Regions from separate parts of the Mus musculus genome. Here all the other regions are linked to region 3. A link is a contact called in public promoter capture Hi-C data. All regions are on one chromosome and are shown on one strand. The core of a region is the stretch at or near the end of the contact, and the rest is flanking DNA. Distances in the headings are between cores, read along the strand shown. Region 1 holds the start of Ubac2 (ubiquitin associated domain containing 2). Region 2 holds the start of Stk24 (serine/threonine kinase 24). Region 3 holds the start of Ggact (gamma-glutamylamine cyclotransferase).

Region 1 (3,000 bases), core at 421-2,920, 1.0 Mb after region 3:
TGTGCATGCTGATATTGGGATGTCTTTCTGAATCACTCCACTTTTTTTGACACAGTAAACTGGCTGGCCAGCAAAGCCCTGGGGAATCTCCTGCCTCCACCTCTCACTGGTGAGTTATAGACACACACTGCATGCCTTAGCTTTTACATGGGTATTGAGAATTAGAACTCAGATATTCATGCCTGCAGGACAAGCTTCATAACCACTGAGCCATGTCCCCAGACTGTCACTTTTTAACTTTTACATGTTTGGTACAAAAGGGTGCCTCAAGATGCTGAGAACAACTAAAATCGAAGAAATCTGCTGTTGACAGATCCACCCACATAGTGTAACCCTAGGAAAGCCACACTACCTTATTCATCCAAACAGTAGTTTGAAGACCAACTCACTAGTAGTTCTGATGGATTCTGGGGCCAATACGTCAACGTTTCCATAACTTAAATTAGGTACTAAATATGGAGATCATAAACAACATTAAACCTACTTCAAAGCCTGAGATTACGGTGAGAGGTGAGGACGACTTTAAATTATGTCGCTGGCTCTGACAGTCAGCTCTCAGACTATGTAACAGGAGTGTTCTTTGAAAGGCTCATGACGTTCACAACAGAATGTACCATCTGGAGATGCCAGGCACTTCTGTGCTCTAGCAACATTAACTTCACACGCAGAGATGGGAAATACCGACAGAGAAAGAAACTGCGAACTGCGGCTTGTTCAAACAGTTTGCTGTTAGTGTATCAATGCCTAATCTCAACACTGTTTAGTTAAGAGTCCACTCTCTAAAGTCAACTCAACATAATGTCGTGGGGGGGGGGGGTGCCTGGAGGTTGAATAAACTTCTCCGCCCTCTACCTGCTGACCACCGCAGACACTCCTGGAGAGTGCAGCGGCATCCAGAAGCAAAGCTTGCATTCTCTTGCCAAGTGACTTCCTAACTTCACTGAAAAGCGCTCACTTTTTCAGCTCGCAAAAACTCTTCAAGGACAACGGGTAAGATGTACGTGGAAGTTAATATTGAGGGGGCAGATTCTGGAGCGGAGGATGAAATTCACACGTTCCAGGAATCAGGTGGGTCCCAAAGAAGCCTGTATGAATGAAGGGGGAGAGGGAACCGAGCAGGGTTCCAGCGTCGCCCCCACGGGAACATCTTCCAGCCCCGCACTCGAGTCGCCAAGTGCGTGCGTGGGCCCGGGCCACGAGATGAGCGGGGCACCCGGCTGGACCCTAACTGCCCAGCCCACCTGCAGCAGGGCAGGAGCTGCTGCGCACCTTGTGGGAGACGCCGGGAGCGGAATGGACGTGGCACCCCCTCGGCCCTCGGGGCTATGGTGGGTGCGGCGCCCGCTGCCCCCTAAGAGCAAGAACTGACAAGGCTCGGGCGCGGGAGGCAAGGGGCCCCCAGCCTCCTGCAACCCCGAGTCCCCCGCTGCCCCGAGCCGGGTCCGGGAAGAGCTCGGAATGGAGCGAAGGGCGGCCCAAGGATGAGGGAACCGGTACTCACAAAGCCCACTGGAGCCGGTGCTGGTGAACATGGTCCCGCCGGGCCCGGAGCCCCCGCGGGGCGTCAGGGGGAGGGGAGGCAGAGGTGGAGAGCCCCCAGCGACCGCGCAGGCGCACTGTCAACCAGCGAGCGAAGTCGGCCCGGCGAGGCGCTCCGGAGCCGCCAGGAAGAAGGCGCATGCGCAGCCCGTGGGGCGTGCACACTCGGCCAGAGCCCGCCCCTTCCTTCCCAGAGAGGAAGTGCGTAGGTGCGGGCGAGCCGGATGGTAGCTGCTTCCGGTAGTTCGGGGCGGGTTTGGCGCATGCCAGAATTCCCAGTACAGAACCTTACGGCGTGAAGCGCCGTGAGCGAGCCGGTTCTTCCGCCACAGAACACCAGGCCTTTCTCGAGACCTCTGACCTTTCACTGGGCGAGACGGCCGCGAGTCCCACGCATGCTCAGTACTTCCGTGTGGGCCTTGGCGCTCAGTGAACAGTCTGCTTCCGGTGACCCACCAAGCACCTGGGGTTGCTGGGGTGAGGGTGGACAAGACGGCTAGTAGAAGAAAAAGTTTTAAAAATACACTTAGCTTTCTGTTCCGGGCAGTGGTGGCGCACGCCTTTAATCCCAGCACTTGGGAGGTTGAGTTCGAGGCCAGCCAGGTCTTAGAGAGTGAGTTCCAGGACAGCCAGGGCTTGGGGGGGGGGGGGGGGACTGTATGTTCATCCAGTTGAGTTATTTCGCAGGAAAATTATTTCCTTATGATCTTCGCAGAAGCTGATTCCCACAAAATCTGTAGCCCACTTAAGACTGGTTCTCAAACTATGGGGTCCCTGGGAGCACTGAAGGGTGTTCAGAAGACCCGGCCGATTTTTGTAGTAATGCTAAAACGTGTATTTTTCCTTTCCCGTTCTTTTTCATCCATGAGTAGTAAGGTTTTCCAATTAACCAGCGCCTGATAAACCAACTGGAACTGCAGGACGACCAAGTGCGTGTTAAGGCAGATCCCCAGTTGCAAGTAATCTAGAAGCCACCATTTAAACTTTGACATTTTATGGAGGGAAAAATGCCATTTAATCTAAGTGCTTGCTTTTCTAATTCCAGACCTACTCTGGGTGAGCTTTTCTTCATATACTTCATCCAAAACATCACAACAAACTAAAAAGAGAGAAGTGCGCAGGGAATCCCCACAGGGTATTGAGCCAGGCATTAAAAGCATTCTTCCTTAAAATGGTTTGCCTAGGAAAGTACCCGGTGTCAAAACTGAATGGTTGAATTTGGACATTTTTGCCTGATTCATCTAAGAAATGGCCCTATAGTGGTTAAATACATAGAAACGAGGGGGATAGTGTAGATTTAAGGAAAGCTTCAAAGTCACATTATGTCTCTTAAATTACTGTTTTGAAATTTAATCCTGTCTACTTAAGTCCTATATATTATAGATAGTAACCACTTATGGTAAACTAATATAAACTATAAAAGGTTATTATCTAATCAGGGTTAGAGAGGAAGAAATGAAG
Region 2 (3,002 bases), core at 503-3,002, 1.5 Mb after region 3:
GGTTGCTTATACCTCCCCAAATAGCACTCACCCACTGGGGAGCAAGTGTTCAGATACATGAGCCTCTGAGGGACATTATCACAATTACTAAACATGACCTACTAAAATATCTTTTCTTCTTTTTTTTTTTTGGGGGGGGGGTCATGTTCTTTAGAAAGTGTCTCCCTGTATAACCCTGGTTGTCCTGGAACTATATAGACCAGGCTGGCCTTGAACTCACAGAGATCTGCCCGCTTCTGCCTCCCAAATGCTGGGGTTAAAGGCTTGTGCCACCACACCTGGTGAAGTAGTAGTAGTAAGAAAGTACTCTTTATGTAATCAGACATTTCCAAGGCTGAAAGTCGCTGCCTCTTGGTAGAGACTCCTGTATTTCTGGTCATTCTTTCATGTTATTCTAGGTAGAATTTGAGGTTGAATAATATATGCCTTTTCAAGATTCATGGTCTTGATCATTTTCCCTTGTATTCATTAAGTACTCCATTTTTTTTTCTTTTCTTTTTAGGTTTCTTCTGCTTAGGGAACACATAAACTCTTGGTTATATGGGTTCATACTTTTAATGTTTTCAGTTTACTCTTTAGAAGTGGCAACGCATCTCAGTCAGGTGACCAGGAGTAATCATGCAAGCCTTCTAATACATCTTAGCATCCTGGAGGTCTCCTAGGCTAGGTTTCCAAAGGGTATTCGGCTTACTTTAACTTCTGATGCAGGACCCAGAGGGAGCCTGTGTTCTTGGAATACAAGGACACCTCAGAGAATAATCTCTTCTCTACCTTAGTCGAGGATTTATGCGTCCTCTATTTCTGAACTCTTGGGGACTCATTTTGTATGGTTAACCTTGCACAGCTGTGGGGCAAAGCGGGCACTCCTGAATGAGGCCTCAGGGTCCCTATGGCGAGAGACACAGCGATTCTGACTCTTAGACCACTTCCTATTTGCCACTTGTAAATAAAGTACTTCCTGGAACCGCATGGATTCACTCCATCCTTCCTTGTTTGCTGCAGAAGCGGCAGCTTAGGAGGAGGGCAGAGCTGGTGCCCAGAGAGGGCCTACGGCCTTAGGAGCAGTGAAGCGAGGGGAGGGCTGGGTAAGAGTCGGGACGCGGTTTCCTTCTATTGTCTTCCCTTCCTCCAGCACCCCTCCGCACCCCACTTTTCCCTTCTTGTGCGCAGCGCAGAGATGGCGGGGCCCAGCCCTTCCTCTGTCCAGCTAAGTTTCCACAGCCGGCGGCCCAGGCGAGGCTGAGTTCAGTACCCAAGGCAGTGCACACAAACCGCCCTCTCTACCCTTGGGGTTTCTTCCTTGATCTGGCTGGAAACTTCGTACAGTGAGGACGCTCCGGCCGGGGCTTTTGGAATAGGCCCCAGGCTAGGCCCCTCTGGGGACACCCCGAGTGCAGACTCTGGCCTCTGGAGGGCCAGGGCGGGTGGAGAGGGAAGGGTAGGAGTGGGCGGTGCTCTTCGCTCCCCCAAACTCAGCTCTCTTCCGCGCGCGAGGCCCACCCCGCGGTTCCGAAGGACCCCGGCGCACAGCACCCGAGAGCGCCCGCCTGCCCGCCGGGCCCCGGGGACCCCGCCTGCGCGCCCGCAGGGAGGCGCGACTGCGGCCTAGGGCGCCCGGCGGCTCCTCCCCTCCCCCTCCCCCTCCCGGAAGCGCGGGGCGGGGTCCCCGGCCGGGCCGCGGGGGCGGGCGCGGGGGCCGGGCCGGGGCGGGGCGCGGCGGACTGTGCGCGCCCACTCGGCTCCAGGCGGCCAGCGCTCGCGGGCCCAGGCCGCCCGGCTCGACCTGAGCACCGCGGCGGCGCAGCGACGGGATCCCTGGAGAAGCAGCCGCAGTCTCGAGACGTCCCCCGCGCCCCCCACTGCCCGCCCCAGGCTCAGTGTATGGGGCCGCGGCCCGCCAACCTTCGTTGAGACCGTCCCCGGGGTGCGGTGGCCTCGGGCTCCAGAGCCCGCCCCGCCACCCGAGGGCTGCGCGCGGCCCCGGGCCTGCTCGCCGCGCGGCTCCGCGCGTCCCGGGCCAGGAAGTGGCGGCGCCGAGCGCCATGGCCCACTCCCCGGTGCAGTCGGGCCTGCCGGGCATGCAGGTAGGTTGGGGTGGCCCGGTCGGGCTGCGGCCAGGGCGGAAGCGGGCAACTTGGCGGTGTCAACACGCCCCCCCTCCCCCCAACCAGCCGGGCCCGCTTCTCCGGGATCTTCGCCGACTCGGGCGGCGGGGATCTCGGGTGTATGCACGTGGAGGGGCTTTGGGGTCTGCGGCCTGGGGCCGAGGTGGGGTGCAGGAGCTTTGCGCTCCCCAAGTCCGACGCGCAGGCCGAGCGCCCATCCCGGGCAGGAGTCTGAACTAGTGTCCTTGGAGGCCCCGCTTTGGTGCCTGGGCCCTATGTGGGCCTGGGACAGGGATAGCGGCACTCTGGGGTCCGTCCTCAGTTAGCAAAAGTCCCTCCCCAGACCCCTCAAGCGGGAGACCCGAGCGCAGGGCGGGAGCGCGCCCCGGCTGGTCACAGTCCGGGCGGGCCGCAGGGCGGGGTGCAGGAAGATGTAACCTCGCATCGGAGCCTGTAGTTCTGGTGCGGAAAGTGCGAGGTTGCAAACTCGGGAGGCGGAACCCACACCTCCGCGAGCGCCCTGGTGTGCAGAGCCCAGGTTCATCCCTCGGGTGCCAGGACTCCGCTGCTGGACTTTCACTTTGAGACCGGTTGGCATCCAGAGGAACTGTGTGCTAGCGGGCTTCTTGGTGCACACTTTGTATCTTCTTAGCCTGCCAGTGACTTTTTCTTCGGAGGGGAAGGGGGCGGTGAGGGGACGGAGTTGAATTTCAAGTTTATATGGATGCACGAACTTTTTTTTTGCTATTGAGGATGGTTTTCTGCACTTTGAAAAACAATCACTTGTCTGTTCAAACTTGTAAAGTTTGTGAGCGTATATAATAAATACAGACATAATGATTGCGATTAAGATAGCAAGACCAGTCAAAGTTTTGCTTTCCCAAGGAAGTGAACGGA
Region 3 (3,371 bases), core at 292-2,791:
CTGGGCTTTCAGTATCTCTCTCTCTTCCTGCTGTCTGATTATCTGGATGTACAACTCTCGGCTACCTAACATCATGTCTGCTTTCATGCTGCCATGCTTCTCACCATAACAATAATGGACTAAACTCTAAAATATAAGCCAGCTCCAGTTAGATGGTTCCCTTTATAAGAGTTGCTGTGGTCATGGTGTCTCTTCACAGCGATAGAAACCCTAACTAAGATATCATAAGTCATTTTTAAAGGTTCAGTGACTATCAAAGACAGATGAATCTGATTTTACCATATTTACCTGGAACCTGGGATTAGTTGCTTATTTACTTTGTGCCCCAGTTGCTTCCAGTAAATACAATGGGACCACTACTGGTTTTATTGATTTCTCCACTGTAAAATGAGATTGTGGTAAAGGAGTAACTTCAAGCATACTTAGACCCTTAACCTTCTTCTTCAACGATTTAGTTTTGTAAATTAGCTTGCCGCATTATGAGTGGCTCTGAGACTTTCGTAGTACTGCTTTGTTCTTCTCTCCATGCCTCCTTCCCTCATCCCTGCCCATCTTTGATGTCATGTGTAATCCTATTACTCCCTGTTTCTCCCCTTCCCAGGCCCTCCTTTAAGACCCCATTTTCCTTCTCATGGTCCTCTTTCTATAAAATTGGTGGTTTATAAATGTGATGATTGTTCAGGGTTCTTGTAGACTTGGACATCTATTTAAAATACAACCACTTCAGCATCATTTGATGCTACGTGAAAACCAAGAATATAACACGATTTCAAGTACTCCACATACACAAAGTCAAAGGGATGGGAAATGATGAAAGGAAAAGCAGTAGTCATATAGTTAATTTGGGTCTCGATGAGGAGACAATGGGTCTCTAGTCTCACCATCTCTGTGACGTTGCTTTCACATCCCGATAGGGACATATAGAACTCTCCAGCATCACGCCTGCCTGCATTCTGCCATAGGAACATCCTTCCATGATAAAGATCTCTAGAGAAAAAATTGCCCTCAGCTTTTGGTTCTCATACATCTTATGTCCTAAGGGTAGGATGTAGGGGAAAGCTAGTTCTTCCATTAGCTCCTAAACAAGTTTTATTTTAAAAAGAGTTGGTAAGTAGGCAGAATTGCTACAGTTACCTGTATCCCGTAGGGATATGTACGAGCAGATGCGATGCCTTAATTGTCCTGTGGAGCCTTCCTCAGATCTGAGTTTAGCATCACCTCAGTGTCTATGTGAAGGGGTGAGTCTCTCTGAAGTAGTGAATCTTAGGCGTGTTTGGGTCTAACGTGGAGTCAAAGCATGTGTGATGTAGAGCTGAACCTGGTGGGAGCAGTCGAGCCCGTGTCTGGTGGTGGGAGTGGTGGTGGGGAGCTTGCTTGCTTGCATTTCGGAGGAATGTGGCTTCGGGTTCTTACCTGCGCGGTTCCGGCACATGGGGAGTGGCGTGCGCGCTGCCAGGTGCGCTCCGTGGCGCTGCCGGGGCGGGCGGAGCGGCGAGAGACCAGCAGGAGCGCCGCCCGGGGCGGTTTGGTTGCGACACCCGCCCAGCTGGGCATTTCCGCTCCGTGGTCCGGGCGCGCTCCTCGTGATTCCCCCGACCGCTGCAGGTGAGGCGCCGAGGCGGGCTGGGACTGGGAGCCTGGGGGCGGCTTAGGGACTCTGTCACCAGCCAGCGAATGTCCGCTAGCGTCCCGGCGTATGGGTCTGCCTGGCGGAACGCGCTGGGCGGAGCGCGCATTTGACCCCCCACCCCCACCCCGGAAAGCTGCCCGGGCGGCCCGTGCTGTGACTGCTACCGGAGCGGAGCTGATGCTTGCTCTCGCGGGACAGACAGCTCCAACAGGTAGCTTAAGATCCTAAGGGAATGTGGCTAGCGGTTTTCAAAAGAAATGTTTTTTTAATTTTACTTTAGGAGTCACTTATGTGTGAAGAGTCCAAAACCTGAAAAAGAATCCTAAACCAACTTCTGTTGGTCCGTTTCACATCTGGATTTCCTTTGGAACCAGTAGTAAAACGCCTGGAACTTTGGCGATCCATCCCTTTGATTCTATCCGTGGTTATTATTGCTGTTTAACTCTAATCAACGAGTTATAACGTTACAGCCTCGCTTAAAACCCATTTGAGGTGTGCGTGTATTTTAACTTAGCTTAACTCCAAGCTCATTTATTTATGTTAAAAGATTTCTTCTAATTGAAGTCTTTCTCCTGGTCTGTTTCCTGTAACTGAAGTGCTTGCTAAGTGAGGAACTCTGCAGTTTGGCCTCATTTTCCTGAACCTTCTCTGAGAAGTCCCTGAGTAAGCAGGCCAGACTTCAACAATAGAGGGCATTTTTCTCTAAAAGCTAGTTTGCAAAGTTAATTGGTGGATTTTTTTTTTTTTTGTACTGAACCTTTTATTTAAACTAGTGAACTTACAAACCATGTCCTTAGCATGCAAAAGGCCCAAGATTGGCTCTCCAGCACTGGAAAATAAGCAGACCAAGTTGGGATTAGGAATGTGGCTCAGTGGTAGAATTCACCCTTCTGTGTGAAGTGGTGAGCTGGACTGACGTCTGTCTGTGGTGGTCATTAGTGGATGGCAGTGTGTGGTACAGAACCAAAACCAAAACCAAAACCCTGCAAAGGTTAATTTTTTTTAAGTACAGGATCAAGCCAGGTGTGGTGGCTTATGTCTGTGATTCCAGCACTCAGAACGCTAAAGCAGACCATCCTGGGATATGCAAGATCTTACATCAAAAAAATATCAAAACCAAAACAAATAAAAGTTTCTTCTTTATCTAGTAAGAACTTTTGAGAGCTCCAGTTCTGTCTGTCAAAGCTTGAAAAGGAGTCATGGGATGACTCTTTATTGGCCTTGGCCAGGGTCTTGTTAGGGGAGAGGACCCTCTGCCCTACAGACTAGTGCTGTCATGTTTGAAGAGGGACATGGTCCATGGGAAGGTAGCAATAGGAAGACGACATCAAATGATCTTAGCAGCCTTCTCTAGAACATTCCCCATCTGAAGCCAGTAAATACTGGAAATTTTATTTGGAGACTCTGAGCTAACAATAACCACCCAGCATCTTGACTAACACTCATCCTTCAGTCAAAGGCTTCCCTGTATTGTCCCACCCCTATAGCCATGGGTATCTATCTCCCCTCTTTGTCCTAGTGGTATGCTTGCTGGGCATCTGTTTCACCTGTTTCAATGCCACATTATTTGGTAATTTTTATGTGCTATTGACTCTTTGCTGGACTTCAGACTCCAGCTAGATAAGAACTACCCTATGTTGTTCATTCCTGTTGACCCTAGTGCCTTCTACATAGCCACAGAGTAGGAAAAAGTAACATTTTGAGATAGGCTTAGTGAGAGTTGAAGAGGAACCAACCAGAC

What was found. Promoter capture Hi-C pulls out the DNA fragments that hold promoters and counts their contacts.
Region 1: a promoter capture Hi-C map of the HPC-7 cell line shows a contact between it and region 3. The contact joins the promoter of Ubac2 here to the promoter of Ggact in region 3. A contact is called at or near these places in 22 of 39 promoter capture datasets (the 3T3-L1 cell line, 3T3-L1-derived adipocytes, the C10 cell line and 13 more), 4 of 484 Hi-C or Micro-C datasets (B cells, the Ba/F3 cell line, CD4 T cells and 1 more), 5 of 115 datasets of contacts at active chromatin or transcription factors (the 230-238 cell line, embryonic stem cells, memory CD8 T cells and 2 more) and 3 of 9 other capture datasets (adipose tissue, embryonic stem cells and liver).
Region 2: a promoter capture Hi-C map of pre-B cells shows a contact between it and region 3. The contact joins the promoter of Stk24 here to the promoter of Ggact in region 3. A contact is called at or near these places in 3 of 39 promoter capture datasets (liver and pre-B cells).

Annotation. Positions count from the first base shown.
Region 1 is chr14:121,877,276-121,880,275 of GRCm38.p6, reverse strand. It overlaps Ubac2 (ubiquitin associated domain containing 2), which reads right to left and starts at 1,670. Exons shown (of 9, transcript NM_026861.2): 1 at 1,502-1,670. The coding sequence starts at 1,532. 1810041H14Rik (RIKEN cDNA 1810041H14 gene) reads left to right here and starts at 868. Exons shown (of 2, transcript NR_130999.1): 1 at 868-1,068.
Region 2 is chr14:121,377,980-121,380,981 of GRCm38.p6, reverse strand. It overlaps Stk24 (serine/threonine kinase 24), which reads left to right and starts at 1,752. Exons shown (of 11, transcript NM_145465.2): 1 at 1,752-2,084. The coding sequence starts at 2,043.
Region 3 is chr14:122,911,335-122,914,705 of GRCm38.p6, reverse strand. It overlaps Ggact (gamma-glutamylamine cyclotransferase), which reads left to right and starts at 1,541. Exons shown (of 3, transcript NM_145466.2): 1 at 1,541-1,605. 4930594M22Rik (RIKEN cDNA 4930594M22 gene) reads right to left here and starts at 1,676. Exons shown (of 2, transcript NR_155287.1): 1 at 1,414-1,676.